Linked DNA regions of Mus musculus: region 2 is linked to region 1. A link is a contact called in public HiChIP or PLAC-seq data. All regions are on one chromosome and are shown on one strand. Each heading gives the region's core, a stretch centred on a gene start, on an enhancer-like site or on the middle of the called end of the contact. The rest is flanking DNA. Distances are from core to core; before and after follow the strand shown.

Region 1 (7,095 bases), core at 576-3,075:
GAATGAGCCTCGGAAGAAACGGCCGGCCTTATGCTCTGCCCTTGGTTCATTCAGGAATAACTGACGTTTGACTTCCTCTTATAAGATTCTGTAAGACTAGTTTGTCAGTGATGGGTTATTTCTCTGCTGGTTGAAATGAGCCAATTTAAGCCAGATTAGAATATGTTAAAGGCAGGTTTATTAGAAAGCTGTTCTTGGGTGAGTTTACTGACTCCAAGGACCGAGGCCAGGGAAGTCACCATGGGGTGGGGGTGGGGGGGACTGAGAAAGAGAGAGAGAAGGAAGGAAGAGGAGGAGGAGGAGAACAACAATAACAACAAGCAGCAGTAGCGGCAGCAGTAGCAGCAGCTGCAGCAGCAAGCAAATGCAGGGGTGGGGGAAGCACCTGAGCTGGAGAGTTCAGGGTTGGGGCCAGGGTATGCCAGGTATGCTGGGAAACCTAAAGGCCAGCTCTGCTGTGGTTGACGTCAATCAGTCAGGGAGCTGCTCAATTCCCAGCACATGCCGTGGTCTACATGAGCCATCCATGCTGGGTGGGTTGGTAAAGAGCATGGCCATCCTGGCTGGGGCTTTGTGAGGCTGGGGGAGATTATTTGTGGGGGCTATGGGAGAGCAGTGTGGCGCTTCATAGTCACAATAGAGTGATAGAGTGCTCCAGAATCTATCCACTCAGCTACTCCAGAGCCCTCTGCCAGTCACAACCATGTCGCCTGTGGTCAATGTCCGACACTTGTGTCATAGCTGGTATTTATCAGAGAGTTTTCTGCATTTGTGCATGTGGTCGCCATAGCAGCCATCAGTGAGACACTCCTTTAGCCCTCCAGACCTGGACTATGAGTGACAGAAGCCAAAAGCTCGACCTACATTTAGTGTCAAAAGTAACTTACTGCAGGCATTACTTCAGGAAAAGGTCCCACAGAGCCCAGTGACTTCCTGAGGAACAGATCTCAAGGAGGCTTTTGACTCCAATGTGCAGGACATGATGAGGACCCAGCACCAGACCCTGCCACCACAGAGATGCCCGAGGTCCTGGAGAGCCCTGAGGAGATGGATGTAGAGGCCCTCGATTCTGAGGACTTCCTGCCCATGCTACAAGTATGGCCATGAGGAGCAAGGACCTGGGAAGCCATGATATTGTGGTGAAGCCTTTAGGTATTTGACAAGGAAGAGAATGGCACTACCCTGGGAGGCGAGACCCATCATGTCCTTTTCTCACGGGGTGAGGAATTCACAGAAAGTCGTGGAGACGCTGGCAGAGCATAAGGACAGCAGCACTTGTATTAACCATGGAGAGTTCTTCCATATGGCCCCGATGGCTGAGGATATTCCTAGGTCCTGAGCCCATGCCATGCTGAGTGAGATTTCTGTGTGGCTGTGGAGGTTTCCTATTCTCCTGTCAGGACACCTCTTCCATCTGGTCTCCTTTGGGTGATGATTGCCCTCAACATTCACCAGATGAATTTGCTCTTGTTACACCCCCACTCCAATATGTAATTTCACATGAAATCAAGCCGGAGGAGTTTAGACTGGGGGCATCTCATGTCAAGGCTCTTTATGGATTATCTCTGTACTCTCTCTGACAATGGGTTCTTCTTGTTTCTAGGTAGCAAGAAACTTGGGTTTAGACAATTCTAAAGTACTATTTTTCTGCAATAGCTCTTTTTAAAAAGCTATCATCCACAAAGATTAAATCACATGACTTCTCTGAACCTTTCAATGGGCAAGAAAGGGCTACTCTGGTTGGTCAGTTTGAGGTATAAGGCTAAGGTAGTGACGTGATTGTAACTGACAGGCTCTCTGTAAGAGCATGAATGCAATGAGCAATGGGGAATTCCCAACCAGGGAGGGGCTGGTGTTAGTACTAGCACTCACGCCCAAAGTCAGTCATGAGTCCACATACTCTTAATTTTACTCCCACATTTGCACCTGCTCCCCACTTTGTTAGGAACAATTGAAATTGGGAAGTTTGGTGCAGATCATGAAATTCCAGTCCCCAACCTGCCACCAAGCTGGACTTTACTCTATGAATTTACCCCCATCTTGTCATCTAACCACAGACACCAAAAACAAACTCTTTATTCAGCCAGTCTCTCAAAGAGTTTGCTGTGAGGCCCCTCAAGGACTTTCCCTGGAGTTATAGCACAGTGTGCCTTCTATCCCCACAGTCCTGGAGTTATAGCACAGTGTGCCTTCTATCCCCACAGTCCTGGAGTTATAGCACAGTGTGCCTTCTATCCCCACAGTCCTGGAGTTATAGCACAGTGTGCCTTCTATCCCCACAGTCCTGGAGTTATAGCACAGTGTGCCTTCTATCCCCACAGTCCTGGAGTTATAGCACAGTGTGTCTTCCTATCTCCACAGTCCTGGAAGTGTCCATGTGGATTGGGACCCATGTACTGGTCCTGCCAACATCATGGGGCAGGACCTCTTGGACAGCAAAGGACCACACCCTGCCCTTATATTGCTCCGCTGTAGACTTCAGAGGGAAGGGAGTCAGAGGTCAGTATGTGGTCTCATCTCTGTTCAGATGGCCACAAGCAAGAACAGTGTCTCTGCCTCCAGACCAGTGTGGAAATATGTCATGAGCAGCAATCTGGGCCTCACACCCATGAACGATGTGGGGTTATGGGCCCCAGTGGAGCGTTTGGTCAGGAGACAGCCGGAGCTGTTGCTGCTGAACCAATTGTTCCCAGATGTCAACTTCAGCAAGCACCTCGCTCTTCCCCTGCCTGAAGGTGCGGGGATTTCTTGAGGCCATGGAACAATCTGTAAACCCGAGCCAGTTTCAATATGATGGAACTTCAAGATGTCCCCTGTGCCTGTATGACAAAGCCTTAAGAGCCTCTCTCCCCTTCCTTGTGTTTTTTATATCAGCATAATATAAATAAACGTGTAGCAACCAGACCCCGTGGAGCCTCAACAGTTCAAAAAAGGAGTTGTCAGAGGGGTCAGGGATGGAGGGCAACTGTAGCATGAACAGTCAGAAAAGGTTTGGGAGTTTGTCTTATGGCCCTGCAACCAAGAAGCACCAGCCTACTGTCCATAGGAAGTAGGTGGTGTTAGAGATAAATAAGGGACAGGCTCTGAGATGTTCTGTGTGAGAGCACAATTACAGACCTGGGGTGAGCGGCCAGGTATGGGGGCCATGGAGGCTTGAAGGGAAGGAGGAGGAGAGGTGCTGAGAGGGAGGGGAAGGGATACCATGTAGTTTCCATAGACCACTGGCAACTTTCACAAACCTTAGAAGGAAGTGATCCTGGGTTAGTGTTTCCTGCGTATTCTTTTGGTTATGGCTCTCCCACTAATGAAAAACTAGACCCTAATGAAGCACCGATTGGCTGGCCAGGCTCAATTCAGCACATCACTTCTTTACAACCAAATGTTACTTTGTGGGGGGCACAGAGCCCCCATCTTCCCTCCATCACCACCCTCAGAGACTACCCGCCCTCAGAACCTTGTACAGTGGTCTCAGGAAAGACACCTTAGCTTCTGAGACCCCATGTCTATTTTGCTGTGTCAAGAGCCTTAACAGGCTGCCTTGGGATGGCTGAGAGCCAGTGGTGCACACAATTTCAGCCAGCGCTCTTAAATCACTGAGCCATCTAAACCCTGAGACTTCACACTTTTCCCTGTTTCCGAGCTCGACATATCCTCTGGAGTTACATAGGCTCTGGCTTTTTGAATTAAGACTGAATTTCCCTTTGTCACTTTGACTGAAGTTGGAAACTCCCAAGTCTCTGCAGTTGGTATCTCCAGTGTCTCTCAGTAGATAATTCACACTCAGCTCACGCTCTCCTGCTTGTCTCGGTTCTCACTGATCCCACTGCCCAAGCCTGACCTTGTTTTCAGTAACAGAGACACTTTGGCATGTCCTCCTTGGATATTTGATCAGTGTGGCCCAGGATAACATTTGACATGTTGCTGGAGATGGGGTAAGAAAGGACAGAAGGCAGATTTAAAATAACCTAGAACATCTGGTAATTTATCAAGTTTTTGGGGGTGGGGGTGTTGGAGAGGCTAGGTCAGTCCCAGTAATGGCTGAGGAGGGAGGTGAGCCCCCATCAGCTTGTGCCTGGTGGAGCTTGTTGACTTAGCAGCTGACAGGGTTCACCCAAGGAAGCAGTTGACCCGTGCTTCTCAGTGCCACTGGGACGAAATGGCCTCGCCAACTCATACCAGTGGGGCCTGGGGCTCTGTGTCCACAGAGAAGCCCTGGGATTTACACATGCAGAAGTGTTTTGGGCACTGCAGGCAGGCCCCAGAGTTGGGTCCCTCCCATGACCAGAGCACCTCATAAGAACCAGCACCCCTGGAAAACATGGTAACCCCTGCAAAGAATGGAAGGTGCTGCTGTTAGAAACTGAGCAGGCAGAGTCAACAGGTCCCAGAGACACGGAAGAGATGAGCCCTTCCCAGGGACTCTGAGGGGAGTGGTTGGGGGAGAGCGGCCGTGGTGTGTACTGGCTTACCTTGGAGGCTAAGGGAAGTGGTGCTGAATTAGATAGTGCTGATGGCTGTCCAATTCTGAGGCACTAAGCCCCTAACGGCACCTCACATGGTGGGTTTATGGCCTATGTGTGCTAAAATTGAGACCGTAGAAACTTAGAATACCCAAGATACAAGATACAAGTTGCAAAACACATGAAACTCAAGAAGAACGAAGACCAAAGTGTGGACACTTTTGCCCCTTCTTAGACTTGGGAACAAAACACCCATGGAAGGAGTTACAGAGACAAAGTTTGGAGCTGAGATGAAAGGATGGACCATCTAGAGACTGCCACACCTGGGGATCCATCCCATAATCAGCCTCCAAATGCTGACACCATTGCATACGCCAGCAAGATCTTGCTGAAAGGACCCTGATATAGCTGTCTCTTGTGAGGCTATGCCGGTGCCTGTCAAACACAGAAGTGGATGCTCACAGTCAGCTATTGGATGGAACACAGGGCCCCCAATGGAGGAGCTAGAGAAAGTACCCAAGGAGCTAAAGGGGTCTGCAACCCTATAGGTGGAACAACAATATGAACTAACCAGTACCCCCGGAGCTCGTGTCTCTAGCTGCATATGTAGCAGAAGATGGCATAGTCGGCCATCATTGGGAAGAGAGATTTTGCAAACTTTAGATGCTTCGGTACAGGGGAACGCCAGGGCCAAGAAGTGGGAGTGGGTAGGTAGGGGTGTGTGGGGGGGAGGGTATGGGGGACTTTTGGGATAGCATTTGAAATGTAAATGAAGAAAATACCTAATTTAAAAAAAAGATTTAAAAAGCTAAAAAAAAAAAAAAAAAAAAAAAAAACCGAGACAGTGAAACCCATGGGAAAGCTCACTGAACACTTAGCCATAGCAGGGTTAATCTGCAAAGCAGAGTCCCTGTGCTGACCTAAACTTGCAGAGTCTTATGCCCTGTGTTCCCCTCACTCCGCATTATCCCTATCCTGATGGGGACTAGTTAACACAGCTTACTTTCATAGGCCATCCACAAAGCCTCAGTAAGACCATGGATCTAAGGGCTCCTAACTTCAGCTTACAAATATAAGTAAATCAGCATCTTTTTCTGGGGAGGAGAGAGGTTTGGTGTTGAGACCGAGTCTCATTAGCATTCCTTAATGCAGAACAGCATCTACATGGTACCAACAATGATGTTCAGTTGACCAGCATTTACCATTGCTGTGAACTCAAGCCAGGACCAGCTTCTATTTGCAGGCAATGTATACCTGTGGCCACAGTGAGCCCAGGGACAATCCACTGGGGACCAGGCTATGTTACTACTGATCATACTATATGTTAAAACCCCCAAAGGGTGGAAGAGACAAATGATCCCCTGTTTTAGCAAACATGGGTATGTACAGTTCTGCAAAGTGTGCATAGAGCTGCTAGCCTGAAGCCAGAAGGTTCCCTCCCTGAGTTATGAAAAGAGGGTGTGGTCAGCTTTGAGCTAAAGTGGCCAAGAGTTTTCTAGATACCCAAAAAGAGGATAGGCAGGACCATAAATAAGCCTTCTTTCCATGTGATCTGGCCCTGGGTGGTGTTCTTAAGCATGGAAAAGCCTATCCACAGCTTTGTTAACACTTTTTCCACCTAGGAAGAAGCCAAGATGTTTCAGAGTCATTCTGAGTAACCCAGAGCTGTCTTTGAGAAAGATAACTCCAGAAAATTCAGAGGGTTAAAAGGCAGTAAAGGGAATATGTCCCAGCCACTGCTATCCCAACAACAGCTGAATCTTAGCATGTAATGAGAGAGAAAGAGACAGAGACACAGAGAGAGACAGAGAGAGACAGAGACAGACAGAGACTGCTTGCTGGCAGCGGGGAGGGAAGCAGGCAGAGAGGCACTGTTTAGAAGACCTTAAAGGACTGCAGCCGCTGTGGCCAATTTTCCTCATTTCAGTGATGTTCCAGATCCCTTGTCTTCTGTGGGATAAACTCATTTAGCTCTCTCATGAGTCATCTTGCCCACAGACCATCTCTCTGGAGGAACGCTCGGGAAAAGACGCGCTTCACATTGCATTGTATGAGTTGGCAGTGGTGTGTATGCCTCCCCAGGGCGGCCTGAGATCGGCTTGCTGTGTCCACACATCAGGACGCACAAGGTCCAAGCTCACCTTTGGTGACAGGAGAGTTTCAAAAGAGGGCAGCTGGAATCTGAAGTAGAGGCAGACATATAGCCCAGTCCGAGGACCAAGTCTGCCCAGGTTGTTTCTTAATTCTAATCTGAGCTGATCTGGAACAGGCCTGCATGAGGCAGATCAACGGGACAGAAGTGTGCATGGGTTACTGGGTTTTACATAGGCATGGAACCCTCACAACAGAGAAAAGAACCAAGAAAATGCCCGAAGCTGAACGTGAACCCCAACTGCAATGGTGTGGAAGACTGTCCAAGTTCAGGGCTGGCCTGGGCCACACAGCAATGATCCTGTGTCTAAAGAAAGAAAGAGAAGAGGCGTATAGGACCTGGGATGACGGTTAAGAGCACTGGCTGCTTTCCCGAGGTCTCAGTTTCAGTTCCCAGCACCCACGTGGTTGCTTACAAGCCACGGGTAATTCTGGTTCCAGGGGATCTGAGTACTTTTCTGGCCCCTACAGGCACCTGTATGCA
Region 2 (6,783 bases), core at 129-2,628, 200 kb after region 1:
CGTGGTAGGTCTCGAATGTACCTGAGGATGAAAGGACTTTTTGCATCTTGATGTTAGAGGGAAAATGGCGCATATGTCTCAAGTTGCACAGCCATTCAGCTGGCTTCTGAGCACCGTTGATGCTTTGGCTAGCAGAAGACATAGAGTGGAAGGAGAATCAAGTCAGACGAAATGCTACAGCCAGGTTCCTGACACTTTAATGAAAGTCTGAACCTAGCTTGGCTGTTGTCCACAGTTAGTTCCTGGCGGGGATAGAAAGTCAGGGAAACAAGATCCCTGACCTCAGCACAGTGAACCCCAGGACTGATGGAAATGGCGGAGACAATGGCCTTCATGTCCCATCACTCACTGTGATGGTGACCCTTAACTCTTTTTTTTTTTTCTTTTAAAGACTGAGTCTCTCTACATAGCCCTGGCTCTCCTGGGTCTTGCTATGTAGACCAGGCTAGCTTCAAACTCCCATAGATCTGTCTGCCTTTGCCTCTCAAGTGCAGGGACCAAGGTGTGCACCATTGTACTCCCAGCTTGGACTGGGCTTGGGTCTGGTCTCAAAGGATGCTTGTAAGCTTGACAGTAGAAGACAGAACATGACCCGGAGCTTCTCATGTTGCTGTCTCCATGTTCTAGGTGCTGGAGTTGTAGTATGTACCATGGTATCTGATTGATACAGCACTGAAGTCTGAGTTCATGTTGTCGTCTGAGCCATATGGCTAGCCCTGAACTGGATAATATGACTCTGCAGAGGCCACTGGAGGGCGGCTGAATGGGCCTGTGATCTGCTCTTAACTCCTGGGAAGCCCCATCCACAAGCTGAGCCTAAGAATGGATTTGGGCTCCATATTGGCTCTCAACAGAGATTTCCCTGAGGCAGTAAGGAGCCCCCCCCCCCCCGCACCCCACACCCCTGCAAGCACTTGAAAGCTCTCAAAAGCCAGTAAAAAGACTCTGCTAGCTGAGGAAAGCTGTCAAGTTTCTTTGCTTTTAGGATTATGTCAACCCAGGTAGAAACACAGGTTAGGCCAAGTTGATCAGAAGCTCTGATTGGCTGTTGATGACCTAATGGGGATTTCAGGAGAGCCATTGGGCAGGCAGCCACTCCTAACCAGCAGAGCCACAAAGCAGGAAGGCGGTGTGCAAACCGATAGTGTGCTGGGGGGGGGGGGCAGTATATTTGAGGAGCTTATGGGGGAGGTGGTGGGGGCAGCCAACCAGGAGTTTAAAAGCACATGGCGTGTTGTAAACAATAAAAGAGAGCCTCAAATTGGAGAAACAATGCTACCCCCAAGGTCCTCCTGGGTTCCTTTGTGTGCTCCAGCCTTTGGCATATGCCAGGTGTCTCTTTCTCCCCAGAGAGCAGGCTGAGCACACAGACAAGAGCTGACAAGTCCCTCCCTCCCTCCCTACTACCGCCCAAACCTGCTCCACGATGCCCTGAGGCGGCCATCAGCCCCTACCTTGAACTCATGCCAACCTGCCTACCCAGTCTTTTTCTCTTCCAGGTGGCCACAAGGTTAGCATGTCAGGCTGTAGTCTTGTGTTAGGGTAGGTACCCCCCTTCCACATCCCCCACAACACACACATACACACTTTATGGATTCTCCAAACAGAAGGGACGAATAGAAATAACAGGGAATACAAACTGTGGGCACAGTCAGAGAGGAGTGTTTTGTATAACAGGAAGAGTCGCTGGGGACTGGCTCACCTGGTGAGTCACTGCAAGTTTGTTCCTCTTGGCTGACTACCAAAAGAGAAGAGAGCACAGGCACTAGCCTATGGCCTCCGGGGAGGCATGTGGGCATTTTAGAGAGGCCAGGGTTTGCAGAAGAAAACAGCAGAGCCAGTGGAGAGCCACCAGGGCTGGGATTCTGTGGGACCTTTGTGTCTCCATATGACCCTGGGTCCCCCTCTCTGCATGACTTCAGCTGCCTCTTCTGCTAATGGGGGAATTCTAGGCAGGATACCCCCACATTTTCCAGCCCAGCCTAGCCCTCCTGGTGTTTCATGAGCTAAACAGAGTGTTCTGATGTTAATACTACTAAGAGCACCCCAGGCCAAGGCCAAGGACCTTGCTATGGGTTTCACATGCACGAAGCTAATCTTGAGAGTTCTGCCAAGTGCAGAAGATCTCCCAGAGGAGAATGTGGCTTCCTAGGACTAACAGCCTCACTCAGTGTCACAAAGCTAAGGCTTAGTGACTCCGAAGTTTCCGAAATATAATTTGCTTTAAAAAAAATTAACAGATACCAGGACAAACAGAAGGCTGGGGAGGTGAGCTGGCTTAGCAGTGAAGAGGGCCTGCCTTGCAAGCCTGAGAGAGAGCCTGGGTGAATAGCCAGCACCCGTGTAAAAGGTGGACATGTCTCTGCATGGGCGTGTAACCCAGGGCTGCAGAGGACAGAGATGGGAGAGCCACTGAGACTTGCTGGCTGCCAGCCTAGCTCTAGGTTCAGTGAGAGACCCTGGCTTGAAGGAATATGGTGGACAGCAAAGGAGCAGGACCTCTACCTTCCTCTGGCCTCCGCACCCAGGGCTCACACGCATGTATATATGCTACACACATACTCACATAAAAATAAACAAAATACCTAAACAACAACAAAACCCACATAGAAAAGCAAACGGCTAGTGCAGATTTGATGGCCCAAACCACTGGTTTATAGACTCACAGACACGGTCCTGGCCAGCTCACTAGCTTGTTTTCTCCAGAGCTGGTGTGCTTATGGCTGTAATTTTTCTCAATTTACAACAGCATACATATTTAATTAAGCAGAAACACGAAACCCACTGATGTGTTCATGGCTAAGTAGACACTTAAAACAGGTTGGGGCACCTTATGCTTTGATTAGACGGGTGCTCTGTGCACATGCAGGGAACTTCCTGGAGAAAACAGGGCCAGGGAGAGCTCTCTTAGTAGCTTGGAAGGCACAGAGAACCAATGGGTACAACAGCCCTTTTGTCTGAGGCGAGTGCTCACCTCAGAACTGGCCCAACAGACCTGGCCCACCAGCTTCCTCCTTCCAACAGCAACAATGAAGGATGAACAGCTGTTAATTGTAAGGTAAGGTTGGCACAGGACTTGCCAGCTGTACCAAGAGCAGAGAAGGAGTGTTTTCCATTGAATGGCCACATGCCACTGTCCCACAGCTAGAACCTACAGGTCCCAGACAGAGGGCGTGCCCTGAGCCTGACCTTACCACTCTCCCTTTGAAGTTTTATCTTCATCCATTTGGCTGTTTTAAGAAAATGCTGTGACACAATGGCTTATAACAATAAAAACACATTTTCCCCCTACAGTTCTGGAAGCCTTGGTGTCTGGTGAGGCTCACCTCCTCCCGGTGGCATAAGTGGGTCAGTCCTATAAAGGACCTCCTCAGAGGCCCTCTTTTTATAAAGACTTATTTTTTAAACTTGTGTGTGTGTGTAGGGGTAGGTGTGAGTGCAGCACCCACAGAGGTCAAAGGGGTCATCCGATCCCCTGCAGCCAGAGTTACAAGCAATTGTGAACTGATCTTGTGGGTGTTGGGATAGAACTCGGGTTCTCTGGAAGAGCAGCACATGCTCCTAACAGCTGAGCCATCGCTCTACTCCACAGCCCATCTCCATATGCTGTCATCTCAAGGGCAAGGATTTCAATATGGGAGTTTGAGGGGACAAAAACATAGCAAGGTTCAAGCTATGAACGAGACCATTTCCTCATTGCTGTCACTGAATAATCATTGTTCACCCATTATACTGGCCCCAGGCTTTGAGCTCCCAGCATCCTCTTCATCTCTGTCACATTCCTGACTTCATCCTGGTGTTTTCCAATTCCCACGTGTCCGACCTGCTCTGCAGCTGTATCTCTCAGGGCAGCGTTATACTTTCATCAAGAAGGGGCGAGCCTGGCCATTCAGTTCCAACAGCTGTATACGAGCCATTCATGTACACAAGCACACACTTTTTTTTTTTTTTTTTTTGGTCTATCTGTGTATATGTTATTATGTGTGTCATGGTTTTTTTGTTTGTTTTGGTTTTGGTCTGGGTGTATGTTCACATCCCTGTACATGTAAGTGTGCGTGTGTGTGTCTGCATATGTGTGTGTGCACTTGTGGGTCTGTGTACATGTGTGTGCTTGTATGCATGCATGTGGAGGTCAGGGTCCACGTTGGGTGTCTTCCTCGATTTCTCTTCCTCTTTTTTTGTTGAGACACAGGTTCCCACTGAACCTGGAGCTGGCGATTCAACTCGACTGGCTGGCCAGAGATCCTAGGAATCCCCAGATTACAGCTACATGCGGCAGGGCCTGGCTCTTTGTTTTGTTTTAAGACAGGGTCTCACTATGTAGCTCTGGCTGGCCTAGAACTTACTATATAAATCAGGCTAGCTTCAAATTCAGAGACTGATTCATCTGCCTGGGCCTCCCATGTGCTAGGACTAAAGGGGTGTGTTATCATGCCCAGCCACAACTTTGTTGTTGTTTAAACTATGGGTTCTGGGATCAGGCCTCAGTGCCTATGCTATACCAGAGTCCTTTAAGACTGAGCCAGTACCTGTTTTGTAAACGAGTTCTGAGAGGTTTGTATGTTGAGAGGTTTTACAGAAAGTCACACTAATATGGTGGAGATGACTTGTCTCAGGTTTGGTTTACTAATGACTTACTATGATCCAACTGTGAGCAGGATATGATAGGGCGATGTCTGACTGGATGTCTGACTGAATAAGAGTGGGCATGAAACAGAGACATTCAAAGCATCAGTGACTTAATCTCTCTCTCTCCCTCTCCATCTTCCTGTGGGTGTGTTTCTCTCTCTCTCTCTCTCTCTCTCTCTCTCTCTCTCTCTCTCTCTCTCTCTCTCTCTCTTTCTCTCTCTCTCTCTCTCTCTCTCCCTCCCTCTGTGTGTGTGTGTGTGTGTGTGTGTATGTGAAGGACCACTTGAGCTTTCTTTTTTTTTTTTTTCCAGAGTCAATGCAGCTCTAAGGTGTTTGAGTTTTCAAAAAGGAGCAGAGTGGGCTCCTGGGTGGTGCCAGCCTTAATGAGACTACAGCTTCAGAGAAAACTGAGCATAGTAATTAGGGTAAATGAAATCCCCAGGGCCACACAGTGAGTGGTGAGTGGAAACTTGAACTTGAGCCTGTGAGGTACCGTGAGGCAACTGCAGAATGGAAACATCACAACCTCCCCCGGGGCTGCTGGGAGGAGCGGGTCGTGACTTCCATGAGGTGCCACTGTGGCAGTGGGTAAGTCTCCCATATCCAGCATTCTCCTCATTGCAAGACACAAGCTCATAATCACCTGGCTTCATCAAACACAAGACAACATCGACACTCTTTAGAGTGGATAAAGTACTATGGCACTTACTAAGACTCAAGCCAACCCTGGCGGTAGATGCCATCCTCATTTCTCAGAGGAAGAAAGTCGATTTCCCAGAGGATGAAGGCCTCCAGGGGCCATTCCACTCAAGAGCAATAGGCTGGGATTTTGAACTGAGATCTGGGTACCCACTGAGGCCTGTGGAAACCACTGTCATTTTCTGAGGTGGGGAGTGAGAACTGCAGTCGTGTAGGATGGATGTGGCTTTGCTTTGGGAAGGGAAGGGCTGCATTTAGATGCTATTTTGAACACTATGGTAGAAATGTGCTCTCCTGTTAATAAGGAGGAAGAAGAAACTGAAGGCGAGGCTGCAGGATCCTGTGTACCTATGTAACCATCTGCCAAACAGCCACATGTTCCAGCCCGGTGAGACCATCTGCTTCCAGAGTCACCCGACCAGGCACTGTCACAAGTACACTGGGAAGCTAAGATGGTTGTCCTGAAGATCTGTGACCCCTTTCCTTCTCTTTACTCCCTAAGTAATATGGCATAGCCATTTACATAGCCGGCACATTGAATTAGGCATATGAGAAACCTAGAAGAGGTGAAGCATGTTGGAGGATGCTAATATGCAACAGGAGCGCCTGGAGGATGCTCATAGGGTCTATGCAACAGGAAAGCCTTCAGGGTTCGGCATCTTCGAGGCCCTAGAAGCAATTGTTTGTAGATAGTGAGAGACAGATGCGCTTGTTTACAAGGATGGTGTAACTGAAGCACAGCTGAAGTGGTCTGTCAGAGGTGAGACAACCAGCAAGCAGGGTCCCAGGGCAAACCCAGAACCCAGAGGGAGGAGAAAGGGGAGGGGAAGAGTCCAGTGGCCTAATCTGTTAGCACATGGTACTTATGTAGCAAGTGTGCGCAGGCACATACCTGAATTTGTTGTATGTTTGTTTGTTTGAGACAGCTGTCTCTCTGTGTAGCCTAGGCTGGCCTTGAACTAACTTTGTAGGCCAGGTTGGCCTTGAACTCAGAGCTGGGATTAAAAGTGTGCACCACTATGCTCTGCCTGAAAACCTGTTTTAAGCTATCATAAAAAGCCATGGTTTTCATGGTGGCTTTTTCATATAGATGTCATCTATCCCTCCCCTAGGGTGACTATATTTTTTTAAGAGCATTTCACACTTAGAAACAAGTTAAGCCTTCACGTTATTGGGAAAAGGCCAGATGCTTTTTTTTTTTTTTTGTCTTGAATAAAAATATCTGCAAAACATATGCTTGTTGCTCTAGTTAAATTAAAGCACTGCCGTGGTGGCTGCACGTGTGAGCTGTAGCTTTGGTTCCAATAAAAGCAGAGCAAACCTAAGCTCCACCCCCTTCCCTACCTGCTGAACTGGCCTGGCTCACCCCTCAACAGATTCGGGTGTCTGCTTCCAACAGTTTCATATTTGGAACTAGTTCCAAAATCTGAAACACACAGCTGTTACTCCCACAAA

The links. HiChIP or PLAC-seq counts read pairs in DNA pulled down with a chosen protein or histone mark.
Region 2: a contact with region 1 is called in a FOXA1 HiChIP or PLAC-seq map of pancreatic cancer cells. The contact joins two enhancer-like sites. A contact is called at or near these places in 2 of 484 Hi-C or Micro-C datasets (liver and nephron progenitors), 1 of 115 datasets of contacts at active chromatin or transcription factors (pancreatic cancer cells) and 3 of 9 other capture datasets (adipose tissue, embryonic stem cells and liver).

Annotation. Positions count from the first base shown.
Region 1 is chr6:114,788,461-114,795,555 of GRCm38.p6, forward strand. All of the region lies in intron 18 of Atg7 (autophagy related 7), which reads left to right. Among named protein-coding and RNA genes, the nearest start is that of Gm52917, 57 kb to the left of the region's middle. Within about 2 kb of position 1,826, at least 21 of the 459 cell types and tissues checked have an H3K27ac peak or open chromatin away from gene starts, as enhancers often do. A contact at or near this core is called in pancreatic cancer cells, where this site is marked.
Region 2 is chr6:114,987,078-114,993,860 of GRCm38.p6, forward strand. No RefSeq gene overlaps it. Among named protein-coding and RNA genes, the nearest start is that of Gm38876, 45 kb to the left of the region's middle. Within about 2 kb of position 1,379, at least 112 of the 459 cell types and tissues checked have an H3K27ac peak or open chromatin away from gene starts, as enhancers often do. A contact at or near this core is called in pancreatic cancer cells, where this site is marked.